Linked DNA regions of Zea mays: region 1 is linked to region 2. Evidence: chromatin contacts called from public Hi-C data. All regions are on one chromosome and are shown on one strand. Each heading gives the region's core, a stretch centred on a gene start, on an enhancer-like site or on the middle of the called end of the contact. The rest is flanking DNA. Distances are from core to core; before and after follow the strand shown.

Evidence for each region. A called contact is a pair of places that touch in the nucleus more often than the background predicts.
Region 1: a contact with region 2 is called in a Hi-C map of endosperm, with 8 times the contacts expected there. The contact joins two enhancer-like sites. A contact is called at or near these places in 3 of 25 Hi-C or Micro-C datasets (ear, endosperm and leaf).

The regions. Positions count from the first base shown.
Region 1 is chr4:91,004,030-91,011,161 of Zm-B73-REFERENCE-NAM-5.0, reverse strand. No RefSeq gene overlaps it. Among protein-coding and RNA genes, the nearest start is that of LOC118476926, 75 kb to the left of the region's middle. Within about 2 kb of position 1,446, at least 2 of the 20 cell types and tissues checked have an H3K27ac peak or open chromatin away from gene starts, as enhancers often do. A contact at or near this core is called in endosperm, where this site is marked.
Region 2 is chr4:90,743,822-90,750,276 of Zm-B73-REFERENCE-NAM-5.0, reverse strand. No RefSeq gene overlaps it. Among protein-coding and RNA genes, the nearest start is that of LOC100193004, 54 kb to the right of the region's middle. Within about 2 kb of position 2,841, at least 20 of the 20 cell types and tissues checked have an H3K27ac peak or open chromatin away from gene starts, as enhancers often do. A contact at or near this core is called in endosperm, where this site is marked.

The DNA of each region.
Region 1 (7,132 bases), core at 197-2,696, 260 kb before region 2:
TGGATTAGTTATTTGGAATATATTTTCTCATATATTGTATATTAATCAATTTATAATATAGTAGATCTTTGGAAAATCATATCTTTTCAACCGTAGATTATTATTATGCATCTTTTCAACCGTTCTCGAACCCATGATCTTGTTACGATGCGTAGTTTAATTGGGTAACACTACGAGGCCTTTATAAAGTTCCACTAGCTTCCGAAAACCCGCTACAGTTTCTAGGAAGCTCCAATGAAGGGACCCCTCGTCTGACCGCCATCGCGGCAAAATCAACCCAAGGGCCTCCCTACACTGACCACTCCCCTACTGCCCTTGCCCCTTTCGGGTAAGGTAGTCCTCCACTAGCTTTCCTAATTAGTCAGCCAAGGGCATCCCATACCACCCTTGTGGTAGCACTGTTTTCCTGGGTTGTTCTCCATGTTCCAATTAACATAATGACCTTATCATGAACAGTAAATAACAACTGATAATAAAAGTATAATCATGAATAATGTGTATCTCTATACCCAAAACCACATAAAGCAATAGAAGGTACTACCCAAAAATTCAGTGGTAAACAAGGTATAAAGATAGTAAAACTAGGGTAACCTATTAGGTCCCATCAAAATTAATCTATGCAGATCATTATGATTAATCAGAACATGACTGTGTTAAAAGAATTGATCAAGGGCACAACTTGACTGGGACTTGAGATTCTAGGTACCAACTTGCTCTTCAGATGACACGTGTCCTCACTACTAAACGTAGCAATATAGACAAACATGGTATATGCAAAATTAACCTCACACCAAACAGTAGAACAGAATGCATAATAATATTCTACGCTGCGTAACGAGATCGTAGGAACAAGAATTACTAAATTCGTAGTTACGGTTACCAAGTTATGAATTTCTGAAGTTATTAAGCACCTAGAATAGATTAATTCAAAGGAACATTTTTAATTCATGTTTCATGGCTAAACAGAGGCACTAGATGATAGATAATATTAAAACAAACTTATTGCAACTGGAATGGATCAATTTGAAGCTAAAATGAATTAAATATGATTTATGCCAGTTTCTGGAATTATTTGTGTATTGAAAATCAATTCCTAAATTTATTTATCTAATTTTCCTTGAGCTCTGGACTGGGCGTCATAGCAGAGAAACACAGGGGCTAACACATAAATTTCCTAAGACTCAGTGAGCAGTTACGGTGGACGGCGGGTTAGTTTCTAGTAAGCGCAGGGGCTTATTTGTGAAATGGCCGAGTGAAGGGGTATGGTTCTTTCTGAGCCGTGTGATTTCATATGGAGGGCTCAGATTAAATATATCTTCAACCCGAACGGTACGCAATCACCACCGTTGGATCTAGGATCGGCGCTCGGGAGTTACTATATACTTGATCTAATCCTGAGCATTCCCTTTCCAAGCAACGACACCTATTCAACCAACGAAGGGGTAACCAGGATCTAATCTACGCCATCCAACTTGGATCCGACGCTCGTGGTTCATCTTCTTCCCTCTACCCAGTCCGACGGTGGCGCGTTGGTGCTGCGGCGGCGCGCCAGTCAGAGTTGGCCAAAACTGCTACAGAGGGCCACACCACCCAACCTGATTGGTGCAAAACAATGTGGAGGCGATCGCGAGACAGAAGGTGGGCTTACCTCCAAGGATTATGGCGTTCGGAGTCCTGCCCACGGTGTGGCGCGAAACACCGCCCCCTCCCCAAGTCCGATGAGAAATTGTCTAGGTTCTGGCCACCGAGTTGGCTGGTTGACATTGTGAACCCCTTCCGTGTGTCCCAGAAAGAGTCCATGGATGGCTAACAAAGCTTCAATGCCGATAGACAAGTAGGTCCACGGCGGCGACAATCCTTTCTTTCTCCTCGGCGACGGTCTCTCGGTTCCCTTGCCAGTTGATGGTTTCCTCTCGAAACGGAGTTTGCAAGCGAGGTAGAGCGCACAGATTTATATGCCCGAGTTGCGGCCGATGCACGTGGTAGTTGTGATGGGCCAAGATTCCCGCCGGCGGCGCGTCAAATCCGTTGCGATACCCTTGCAGCGGAGGGGATGGTTCTGTCGTTGGGGCCCCACATGTCATTGGCTCGGCGGGGAGATATAGCTGACCAGTGGGTCACGCGCCAGAAGAACGAAGCGCACATGGGGTTAGGGTGAGGCTAGAGTGTGGGCCCCATAGGCAGAGGGACGAGCGAGAATGCGACTTACGCACGAGTCCCACACGTCATTCTCAAGCGTGTGTGGTGATTGAGAAGCTAGCCTCGGGGGCCCACCTGTCGGCGCAGTGGGGAGTTAGCTGGGCTGGCTACGCGAGTGAGATGGGCCGAGGGGTGTGGATTCGGCCCACGAGGCTGATAGGTTTGATCTTCTCTTTTTATTTCAGAGTTCTTCCTCCAAATTTAATTCAAATTCAAAATTCCTATTTCAAATGTCCCAAGTGTCAGAATTAATGCTAATATAAATATGAACCCTACTATTTTCAATATTATTATTTATTATTTTCCTTATTATTTATTTATGGGAGGAATAAATGGTTTTATTAAAATTCCCTCTCTCATTTTCTTAATTCCTTTTCTATTTTTAAATTCTATTTTTTTCAAACTTAAACTTGTCTCATACATTTGAATACAAATGCAACATACAAGAAAACTTTAGCATGAGATGCCTATTCCTATATTTATTTATTTGTTATTTGACTGCTTTATTTCTCTTAAGTGTGTATGCACAAATAAAAGGGAAAACACATAATTCCCAAAACACTTTTATGTAAATCCATGTATTTATTTATTTTATTATTATTATTTTTATCTTATACAAATTTTAGGGCTTTACAAATCCTACCCCCTTTAACAGAAATCTCGCCCTCGAGATTTGTAAGAAAAGGGATACATAAGGATTGATTTGTATCTAGTTTTCAATTGCTTTTAGGTGACTAGGATAACATAGGTAGCTTATAATCATGTTTTAACTATTGGTAAGAAAGTTGGGGTGAGAAAGATCAAGATAAGTACAAGAAAGAAAGATTTTGGCAAGGGAAGACTCCATCATGCATAGAGGGTCTTGATTCATCTGATGGTCCAGCTTGGTCTTTGAAGACTTGAGTTGGTGCTTATCCTTCCTTATCGATATTTTCTTCTCCGGTCTTGGTCTCATTTATTCGAGGTTAGTGTATATCATCGAAGTTAGCGGAGTACGATTAAGATAGATATGGGTGAGATAGACTACAAGATGAATCAAAAGTTTGTTTGGTGTTAGGTGGGGACATACATATTATGCAATCCATCATGACTCTATTGGTTGGGATAGCTCTTGTACTCACGGTTTGAGTTGGCTTAATGCACTAGTTTAGGTTTAAGTGCATGATGGAGAACTAGCTTTATTGGAGTAGGATCTAGTTTATTTCACTAGTGTTAACTTGTCAAGTGACTCACATTGGATTGAATAAGATCTAGATTAGTATAAGTTGAGTGTATTATGTCAAATCTTAGTTGGGTGACTTTGTTTTAAGTCGGAGTTGGAAAAACAATGATGTATATAATTGGTAATATGTAGGTCAAGCTGGTAGATTAGATTGGATATAACTAGATTAGACTAGTTTAAGTTAGACAGATCTACCAGGGTAGGATATATATTATTAATATATGTTAGAATCTTTTGAGGTGGAATGGATTATATGGTGCAGGTAGGTCAGAGTCTCTGTTAGATTAAAATAGAGGGGTTATGCAACTATCGAATGATTAAGGTAGTTGCATCTGGTCGAGTTGGTTGGTCATTCTTAACTTAGTGCAGAGTGAATTAAGTTAAAATATATTTTATAGAAGTAGAGTCTAATCCATTTTATCAGTATTAACTTTCCTGTTAAGCAATTTAAATTAGATTAGCTCAACTTAAGGTTAGCCTTTGTTAGGTTAGATTAATCTGTCACATTAGATCATATCTAAGTTATATTTATGTGACTAGATTAGACTAGCTAAGATCTCATTATTTTGGATTAGATCCTAGTTGTTACTTTAGGATGAGATAAGTAAAGTTGTTAGGATAAGACGAATCTTTCAAGATAAGATGAATCTATTAAGATAAGACAGAGTCTTTTAAGATAAGATGGATTTATTAAGCTAGATATATTTTAATTAGGATAAGTTAGGATCTTTTGAGATAAGATGGATCTATGAGTGTAGGATAGAATCTTTTAAGATGAGATGGATTTTGTTAGGCTAGATACTTTAATGAGGGATAATCTAGTTTGTCTAGTTATTTTTATAAGCATTTTTTCTATATGTATATGCAGATGTAATTGTGGACATTACTCCACAACCCATCACACACAATCAAAGATCCAAATCAGGAAAATATCATAAGAACAAACATTCAAGTGCATAGATACCTATATAAAAAAATAGTTTTGGTTTTTGTTCCTAAGAGTAGGTGTCCTGTTCCTAAAGGTCACTTTAGGTACAGGATTTTAAAGTGTGAAATTCGCATTTGTATTCAGAAAGAAAAGGTAAGAATAATCAGTAAATCAACAGTGGATGAGAAAAGATTAAGGAAAGTTTATAAAAGGATTAGAGTAGCAAAGGTAAGTAAATAAGGGTTGTCCAGTTCTATCTAGGTTTTGTCCTAAAGTCAACATTCCTCTGATACCACTTCTGTCACACCCGGGTTTTAGGGGTCCAAAACTCGAGCGTGAAATAATCACTAGGTGTGCTGGGACCAAGTCTCACACATATAATGGATAGTGGTACAGAAACGAATGTCACATCTTTACTATATAATAGGGGTTCTGTACAAAATAAATAAATATTTACATCATATGAAGACACGATCCAGCAACCCAAAGTTGACTGGGAGACGACGGCCCAGACCTCTCATGAACTCTTCACAGCATCCTCCATGCGCCTCATCCTGCAGTACCTGTTCTTGACCTGTGGGGGGATGTGAGACAGCAAGAGTGAGCTCACATGCGTTCATCACTCAACAGGTTGTGGGGAATAATGTGCATGAACTCGCCAAAGGTGGGAGCTCACGTGAGGTGTAAGGCTTACCAAAGAGGATGGTTGAAGCTGGGCATCGCTTTTAAAGTTGATCAAAATTTTATTAGCAATTACTAAGTATATGTAAATACCAACCCAATTAAGTAGTAGAACAAAAGTAATAACAACACCCTTAATGCAATGCATATGATAAATTGAATTTAATTCAATAAATTAATCATGTGAGTGTCCGAGCTGCTCATGACCGTGAGCACGGCTGATATACCAGTTTTACACTCTATAGAGGTTGCACATCTTTACCCACATGTCATGTTACCTATCTGCCAAGAGAAGGTCAATCCCATACACCTCTACCAAGGAGGCGAGGCTGGGTAACACTACGAGGCCTTTACAAAGTTCCACTAGCTTCAGAAAACCCACTACAGTTTATAGGAAGCTCCAATGCAGGGACCCCTCGCCTGACCGCCATCGCAGCAAAATCAACCCAAGGGTCTCCCTACACTGACCACTCCCCTACTGCCTTTGCCCCTTTCAGGTAAGGTAGTCCTCCACTAGCTTTCCTAATTAGTCAGCCAAGGGCGTCCCATACCACCCTTGTGGTAGCACTATTTTTTCGGGTGGTTCTCCATGTTCCAATTAACATAATGACCTTATCATGAATAGTAAATAACAACTGATAATAAAAGTATAATCATGAATAATGTGTATCTCTATACCCAAAACCACAAAAAGCAATAGTAGAAACTACCGAAAAAATCAGAGATAAACAAGGTATAAAGATAGACAAACTAGGGTAACCTATTGGGTCCCATCAAAATTAACCTATGTAGATCATTATGACTAATCAAAACAAGATTGGGTAAAAAGAAGTGATCAAGGGCACAACTTGCCTCGGACTTGAGATTCCAGGTACCAACTTGCGATTTAGATGACACGTGTCCTCACTGCTAAACGTAGCAATAGAGACAAACATGGTATAGGCAAAATTAACATCACACCAAATAGTAGAACAAACGCATAATAATATTCTACGCTGCGTAACGAGATCGTAGGAGCAAGAATTACTAAATTCGGAGTTACGGTTACCAAGTTATGAATTTCTGAAGTTATTAAGCACCTAGAATAGATTAATTCAAAGGAACATTTTTACTTCAAGTTTCATGGCTAAACAGGCAGATAATATTAAAACAAACTTATTGCAACTGGAATGGATCAATTTGGAGCTAAAATGAATTAAATATGATTTATGCAAGTTTCTGGAATTATTTGTGTATTGAAAATCAATTCCTAAGTTTATTTATCTGATTTTCCTTGAGCTCTGGACTAGGCGCTAATAGCAGAGAAACACAAGGGCTAACACATAAATTTTCTAAGACAGTGAGCAGTTACGATGGACGACGGGTTAGTTTCTAGTAAGCGTAGGGGCTTATTTGCGAAATGGCCGGGTGAAGGGGTACAATTCTTTCTGAGCCATGTGATTTCAGATGGAGGGCTCAGATTAAATATATCTTCAACCTGAACCAGTACGCAATCACCACCGTTGGGTCTAGGATCGGCGCTCGAGAGTTACTATATACTTGATCTAATCCTGAGCGTTCCCTTTCCATCCAACGACACCTATTCAACCAACGAAGGGGTAACCAGGATCTAATCTGCGCCATCCAACCTGGATCCAACACTCGTGGTTCATCTTCTTCCCTCTACCCAGTCCGACGGTGGTGCGTTGGAGCTGCGGCGGCGCGCTAGCCGGAGTTGGCCAAAACTGCTACAGAGGGCCACACCACCCAACCTGATTGGTGCAAAACAATGTGGAGGCGGTCGCGAGATAGAAGGTGGGCTTACCTCCAAGGATTATGGTGTTCGGAGTCCTGCCCACGGTGTGGCGCGGAACACCGGCGCCTCCCCATGTCTGACGAGAAATTGTCTAGGTTCTGGCCACTGAGTTGGCTTGTTGATAGTCTGAACCCCTTCCATGTGTCCCAGGGAGAGTCCATGGTTGGCTAACAAAGCTTCAATGCCGATAGACAAGCAGGTCCACCGCGGCGGCAATCCTTTCTTTCTCCTCGGCGACGGTCTCCCGGTTCCCTTGCCAACTGATGGTTTCCTCTCGCAACGGAGTTCGCAAGCAAGGCAGAGTGCA
Region 2 (6,455 bases), core at 1,592-4,091:
AGTGTGGGATCTGCAGTCTCCTTGTCTTTGGCCATTCCGATGGTGGCCGCAACAAAAGCCGAAGCTCAAAAGAACAATTGCGCTCGCAAAAGATGAAAGCTAAAATGGCAATCACAGCACAAAGAGCTAGATAGCACGAAAAATATTTGTGGTGCAAGCCTTTGTATATATAAACAAAACACCACTGAGCGGTGGGACCCACGATTCAGAACGATTCACTATTCTAGCGAAGGGAAGGTGTTTTTTTGGACCTTCGGCTAAAGGCCTTCATTCGTATCGCAGTCTGAATTTGTTACGAGGAAACAAACTAATACTGCGAGGGGCTACTGTTCGGGGCCTTCCTCTTCCGAAGGTCCTCAAAAACACGACTAACCATTTGTTTCTAGCATAATGTTGATTATTACAGGAGATTTGTCTAGAACAAAGGTTCATGATGGGAGTTTTCTCTTCCGTCGAAGGTCTTCAAGACAAAGACATAACCCGGAAATGACAGCAATGAACGCCGAAGCTATCGCCAAAGATTAATAGCTTCGACTTGAAGTAATGTCGAAGATCAAGCATGTTGCTAAGCCAAAGAGATAAAGACTAGCTAGTCCCTAATGATTTATGTTACAATTATGAACAACTGTTAAGGTCATAAATGTATTTTTACCCGGGCTGCATCCGATGCCTATAAATAGATGAATAGTACCACCATATTGTTCACGCTGAATTGTAATCGCTCTCGCATCAACACCTTCAAGCAAGCCAAAGGTATCAATGTAACATGAATTTTATCCATATGTTTATCATGAAATAAATATATGGATGAATGTCATACATAATATCTTTGTAAACTCTCATTCTTGCTGACAATGAAGGTATATCCTTCGTAACCTTCGTCTGAAGACCATTATATCCGAAGGGAGATAATGTTTCAGAGGATGAAAGTCCCTAATGTTTAACAATTTTATTGCCTTGTTCTTGATTCACAGCATTTCAGAACAAGTGACAAACAGATCGACATAAATTAAAAGCATCCGAGATTTTGATATATCTCATAAAACCTATCCTACCCACATCTATCTACATGTCCATAAACTCATAAGGTAACTCCAAGATTGAAGACCAAAGATGATCAACCTCATCAAGGAAGGATAAGCACCAACTAAAGTCTTCAAAGATCAAGCTGGATCACGAGATGAGTCAACATCCACTATGCATGATGGAGTCTTCCATTGCCAAAATCTTTCTTTCTTACACTTATCTTGATCTTTCTTACCCCAACTTTCTTACCAATAGCTAAAACATGATTATCAGGTACCCATGATATCCTAGTCACCTACTAGTTAGTCTTAAAAAACACTTTATGGTTTGGTACCAATTGAAAACTAGAAGCGAAATACAAACAAAACCTTCTATATCCCTTTTCTTAGTAATATCGAGGACGAGATTATTTTTAAGGGGGTAGAATTTGTAACACTCAAAATCACATTTTGACGATTTAAAGAATTCTCCAAAAAGATTTGAGATAAAATTCTTCTAAATAGTAATTATAATTCTTTATAAAGTATATTCCCCTAAAGCAAATAAATAGTGCTATTAAAAGTTGTGTAGTTCAAAACTTAGATTTAAACCTTGAAACCAAAAGAGGAAGTTGAAATCAATAATTAGAAGAAATATTTTTATTATTATTCCCTTTGTAAACTATATAACTCTTTAAAAGTAATTTTAAGTAGAATGGTTCCTAGTAAAGATTATATTTTATTTTCCCCTAAATAAGTGAAATAAAGGATACTCATTTTTATTAACTTAAAATTTGATCACATATTCAAAAGTAATATTTTTCCTAAAATGAAATGAATGTGTGCATCACACTTTTGAGCCTTTAACTAAACAAGGGAATAAAATAATTAATATAAATATATAAGTTTATAAAAATATATATTTTACATTCATGCTGATATTTTGGATGTTGCATTTAGAATAGAATTTGAAACTCATTTGAATTTGAAATTGGAATGTGGAAATTAAAATAGAAAAGGAAAAAGAAAAAAATAAAAGCCTAGCTGGGCCTGCTACCTCACTTTCGGCCCAACCTCACCTTACTTCCGGTCGGCCCAATGCTACACAGCTAGCATGCAGGCCCGCTCGGCCAGACTCCATGATTCACCCGCGCGCCAGCCTCACAGACCGTGCCGTCCGGGGCGCATGTGCACTGGGTTCCTGACATATGGTTCCAACCTGTCAGCTTAACCAAAGTCGTGCGCCGAATGACGTGGGAGACGTTGGTACTGTTTTTTCTGCTTAACAGATGCGCGTGCGGACCGCGCCTAGCCGTTCGCCTACTGATCTCACTGCGTCACTGCCATGTGGGCCCAACGCGTCGGTCGTCTCCTTCAAGTCTGAATCGAAGACAGCTCTGGGTTGTTGTGAAACAGCCACCAGAGTTCACGGGATCCCGATCCGGTTCGACACCAATCGGCCTCTCCTTGGATACGGAATATAAAACTGCCCCTCCATAATCTCCTCGTCCCTGGAATCTAACCATTGTAGCGACCCAAGCGAAGAACACGCGGGAAGGCGAGAGCATCCGGTAGAGAGAGATAGAAAGTGCCGCTGCTAGAGAATCAAGAGTGCGGCGGTGATGTGTCCTTGGTGGGTAGTCGGGGCGAGTCGCCAAATCACGCTGCATCGATCCGTGGCATCACTGAGCCGGTGGGAGCCTCGCCGTCGTCGAAATCGCTCGTCGCCGCGTACACGGCCGCCGTGAGGGCAGATCGCCGCCGTACCCTGGTGTGCGGTGGGGAAGAATTCCTTTGGCCGTTGATCCACTAACGAACGATCGAGATTAGACAGAGAATACCTTTTTGTTTATTGGATCGGGACCGTTGGATCGGATCGAATGGCTGGTGTCCTGATCGGCTGTGGTCCGTTAGATCTAGATCCAAGGGTTCGCGAACGCGTACCGGTTCACTTAAGAGAGGATCTAATCTGTTCCATCGATTTTGGATCCAACGGCTGATCTTCGCCGATACACTTTCGGCCAGGTAACAATTGCATAAGAACCCCTGCTCTTTATATGAATGAACCCGCGACCCACACTATGTATAAAGTAGTTTAATCCAAGCCCTCGGGTTTTTACAGAACATACCCCAAGCTTCTGGTAAATAGTGTCCGCAGCCCAAGGCTTAAAGAAAATGAGTGAAATTAATAAAGAAAAGGATTTTTAGTATAAAAATAATTCTAGAAACTTGTTTAATTCATATTTAATTCATTTTAACTCCTTTTTGATCTATTCCAATTGCATTAGTCTCATATTAATGTTGTTTATCATCTAGTAACCTTGTATTACCATGAAACCTTTGGTTAAAATCTTGTACCTTATTTGTTTTATAATAAACACTTAAAACCTTCGGAAAATCATAACTTTATAACCGTTACTCCGAATTTAGTGATTCTCGAACCTAGGATCTCGTTACAATGCGTAGAACATTATTATGCAGTTTGTTCTTATGTTTGGTGTAATTTTAATTTTGTTTATGCCATGTTTGTTTGTATTTCTACGACTAGCAGCGAGGTTACGAGTCATCTAAAGACCAACTTGGTACCTAGGAATCTCGAGTCCAAGGCAAGTTGTGCCCTTGATCACTTTTCTCTTTACCCAATAACGTTCCTGTTAATCACTGTGACATGCTCTGGTTAATTTGATGGAACCTAATAGGATTCCCTAGCTATTGGGAGCCTTCGTCCCCCGAAGGTCCTCAAAAATGTGATTTAACAAAATCTTCCAAGTGTGACATATGAATAGGTACTTTCGGACTCGGGCTAAAAGCATGATCGTGACGAAGGTCGGAGTAGTTCCGAAGCTACGCGTAGGGGAGCTTCGGCTAAATGGCGGAAAAAGGAACTGACTTAAAGGGCAAAAGGCTATCTGGTCCTCATAGAGTTGTCCATAAGTCAATAATAAATGTAAAGGGCATGAATGTAATTTCTCACAGGCTACGTCTTGTGCCTATAAATAGATGAACAGTGCCCTCGTACTGTTCACGCTGACTGGTATTCGCTTTTGTGTCACGCTTGTACTTTTACCTTCTATCAAGCCGAAGGTATCTTTTGTAATTCAATATTGTTTCTGTCTTTCCAAAATAATATAATGAGAATGGATTAATAATGTTATATGGTTGTTTATGTTGCCTCTTATATTTTATATACTTCTACTTATATTAACATATATCGCATTGATAAAGGTATATCCTTCATAACCTTCGTCTAAAGATCATTATATCCTAAGGGAAATAATGCTTCGAAGGACGAAGGACATTAACATTTAACATTGGGTGTTGCCTTGTTCTTAACTCATAGTATTTGAGAACAAGTCCCCAACATTGGCGCCCACCTCCGGTGAACACTTTCGACCACCTTCGGCAAGCACTGACCTTCATCATGCCGCCGAAGAAAGCTTCAGCGCCAGGGACTGTTGCACTGCAGCCGCTGGACCCAAACCAGGAAACTCTTTCTCTTTGAGAGGCTCGAAGCCAGAAGAGGAAAGCCACCAGTCCAATACTCCAGGAGGAGGAGTTGGACCAAGAGATCAGGGACATGGAAATAATCCATCAGCATGTACAAAGGAAGATGGAGAAGATGGCGCGGCTGGCTGATCTTCAAAGGAAGATCGACGAAGCTACTGAAGAAGTGCGTCATCTTGCTCAAGATGAACAAGATCGAAGGCCCCAACACAGGGAGCTTCGTCAAGAAGGCTTATTCAACGAAGATGGATGCTATGATGATTTTAACCATGATACCTTTACTTTTGATGATGCTTCTCCCTTGGCAGCAGAACTGCAGGCTACCCCATGGCCCCCGTCATACAAGGCACCTCAGCTTCCCATGTATGATGGGCACTCAGATCCAAAGCAGTTTCTGATGAGCTACGAAGCAACTATATCTTCGTATGGAGACAATACTGCAGTTATAGCGAAGTCCTTCGTCATGGCAGTCCGAAATGTAGCCCAAACATGGTATTCTTTTCTTCGGCCAGGGACTATCACGTCGTGGCAGAAGCTTAAGGACATGTTAGTTACCAGCTTCCAAGGCTTTCAAACTAAGCCGGACACAACTCAGTCTCTATTCCAATGCACGCAAGACCATGAAGAATACCTTCAGGCATATGTACGAAGGTTCTTGCGACTGAGGGCACAAGCACCTACAATGCTCAATGAAATTGTCATCGAAGCCATGATCAAGGGTCTTAGGCCAGGACCTACTGCTCAATACTTCACCAGGAAGCCCCCACAAACTCTGGAGAAGCTGCTTCAAAAGATGGATGAGTACATCCAGGCTGACAATGACTTCCGCCAAAGAAGGGAGGAAGCTTACAGATTCTCGGAAATGACCAGGGGCTTCGGAGGAAGAATACACCTGAGGCATGTTAGGTCAATCCATAATTCCACTCAGAGTGACGACAAAGGAAGTCAGCCTCAGAGGTCGCAATACACCTCACAATCTTCGGGGCAACAACAAAGCTCTTTCAGGCCACCAGCTCCAAGGGGCAAAGGTGCCAGGGGCTTCGGGGGAAGATTTGGGGATCATTCTAGAAAGATCTACTGCTTATTCTGTGGTGAGGATAAGGGCCATACTACAAGAATGTGCCAAATCACCATTCAGAAGCAAAAGGAGATAGCTGAAGCCGAAGCTCGGCAGAACCAGCCAAAGCAGGTCTTGCACATTGCTTCGTGCCACTCTCCCTACATACGAGAGTATGTGGGAAATCATCCCACAGCTTCTGCTGCTTCGGCTAGCCACTCACAGGCTTCCTGGCCACAACTCCCACCCCCACCACCGCTACAGCCGACCTATTCTCGAAGCCAGCCAGAAGGGCGCCAGTATTCTCAGCAGCAACGTGAAGTCAGGGAGGAATCCGAAGCTCACATGGTCAACAGTACTGTGCCAGAATCAAAGCACATTTATTGAGCGATATCCTACCTCTGAAGTACTTTTATGTTCTATGCCATTTTGTATTTCAATAAGGAACAAACAATGCAGAACTAGTTTTAATTTCTTGTAGTAGTTTCACTTTTATTAGAATGAAATATATCTTCAAATATTTACGAAGCTCAAAAATTGCTGAAGCTCAAAAGTCGTTCCTAAGGGAATGCAGAGCTAAAAATCGCAGCCAAAGTTTCGCCGAAGCTACAAAACGCTGTTCCTAAAGGAGCACAGCGTAAGTTTTGCCGAAGCTACAAAAAGTCGTTCCTAAGGGAGCGCAGTGTAAGTTTTCTGCTCAAAAGCGTTCCTAATGGAATGCAGAGCCTAATACCGCTGAAATATAAGGCGAAGAAGTTCAAAAGACGTTCCTAAGGGGATGCAAAACTTATACCGCCGAAATAGAAGGCGAAAAAGTTCAAAAGACGTTCCTAAAGGAATGCAGAACTTACACCGAAAAATAAGCGGTGAAGCCGAAAAATAAACGGCAA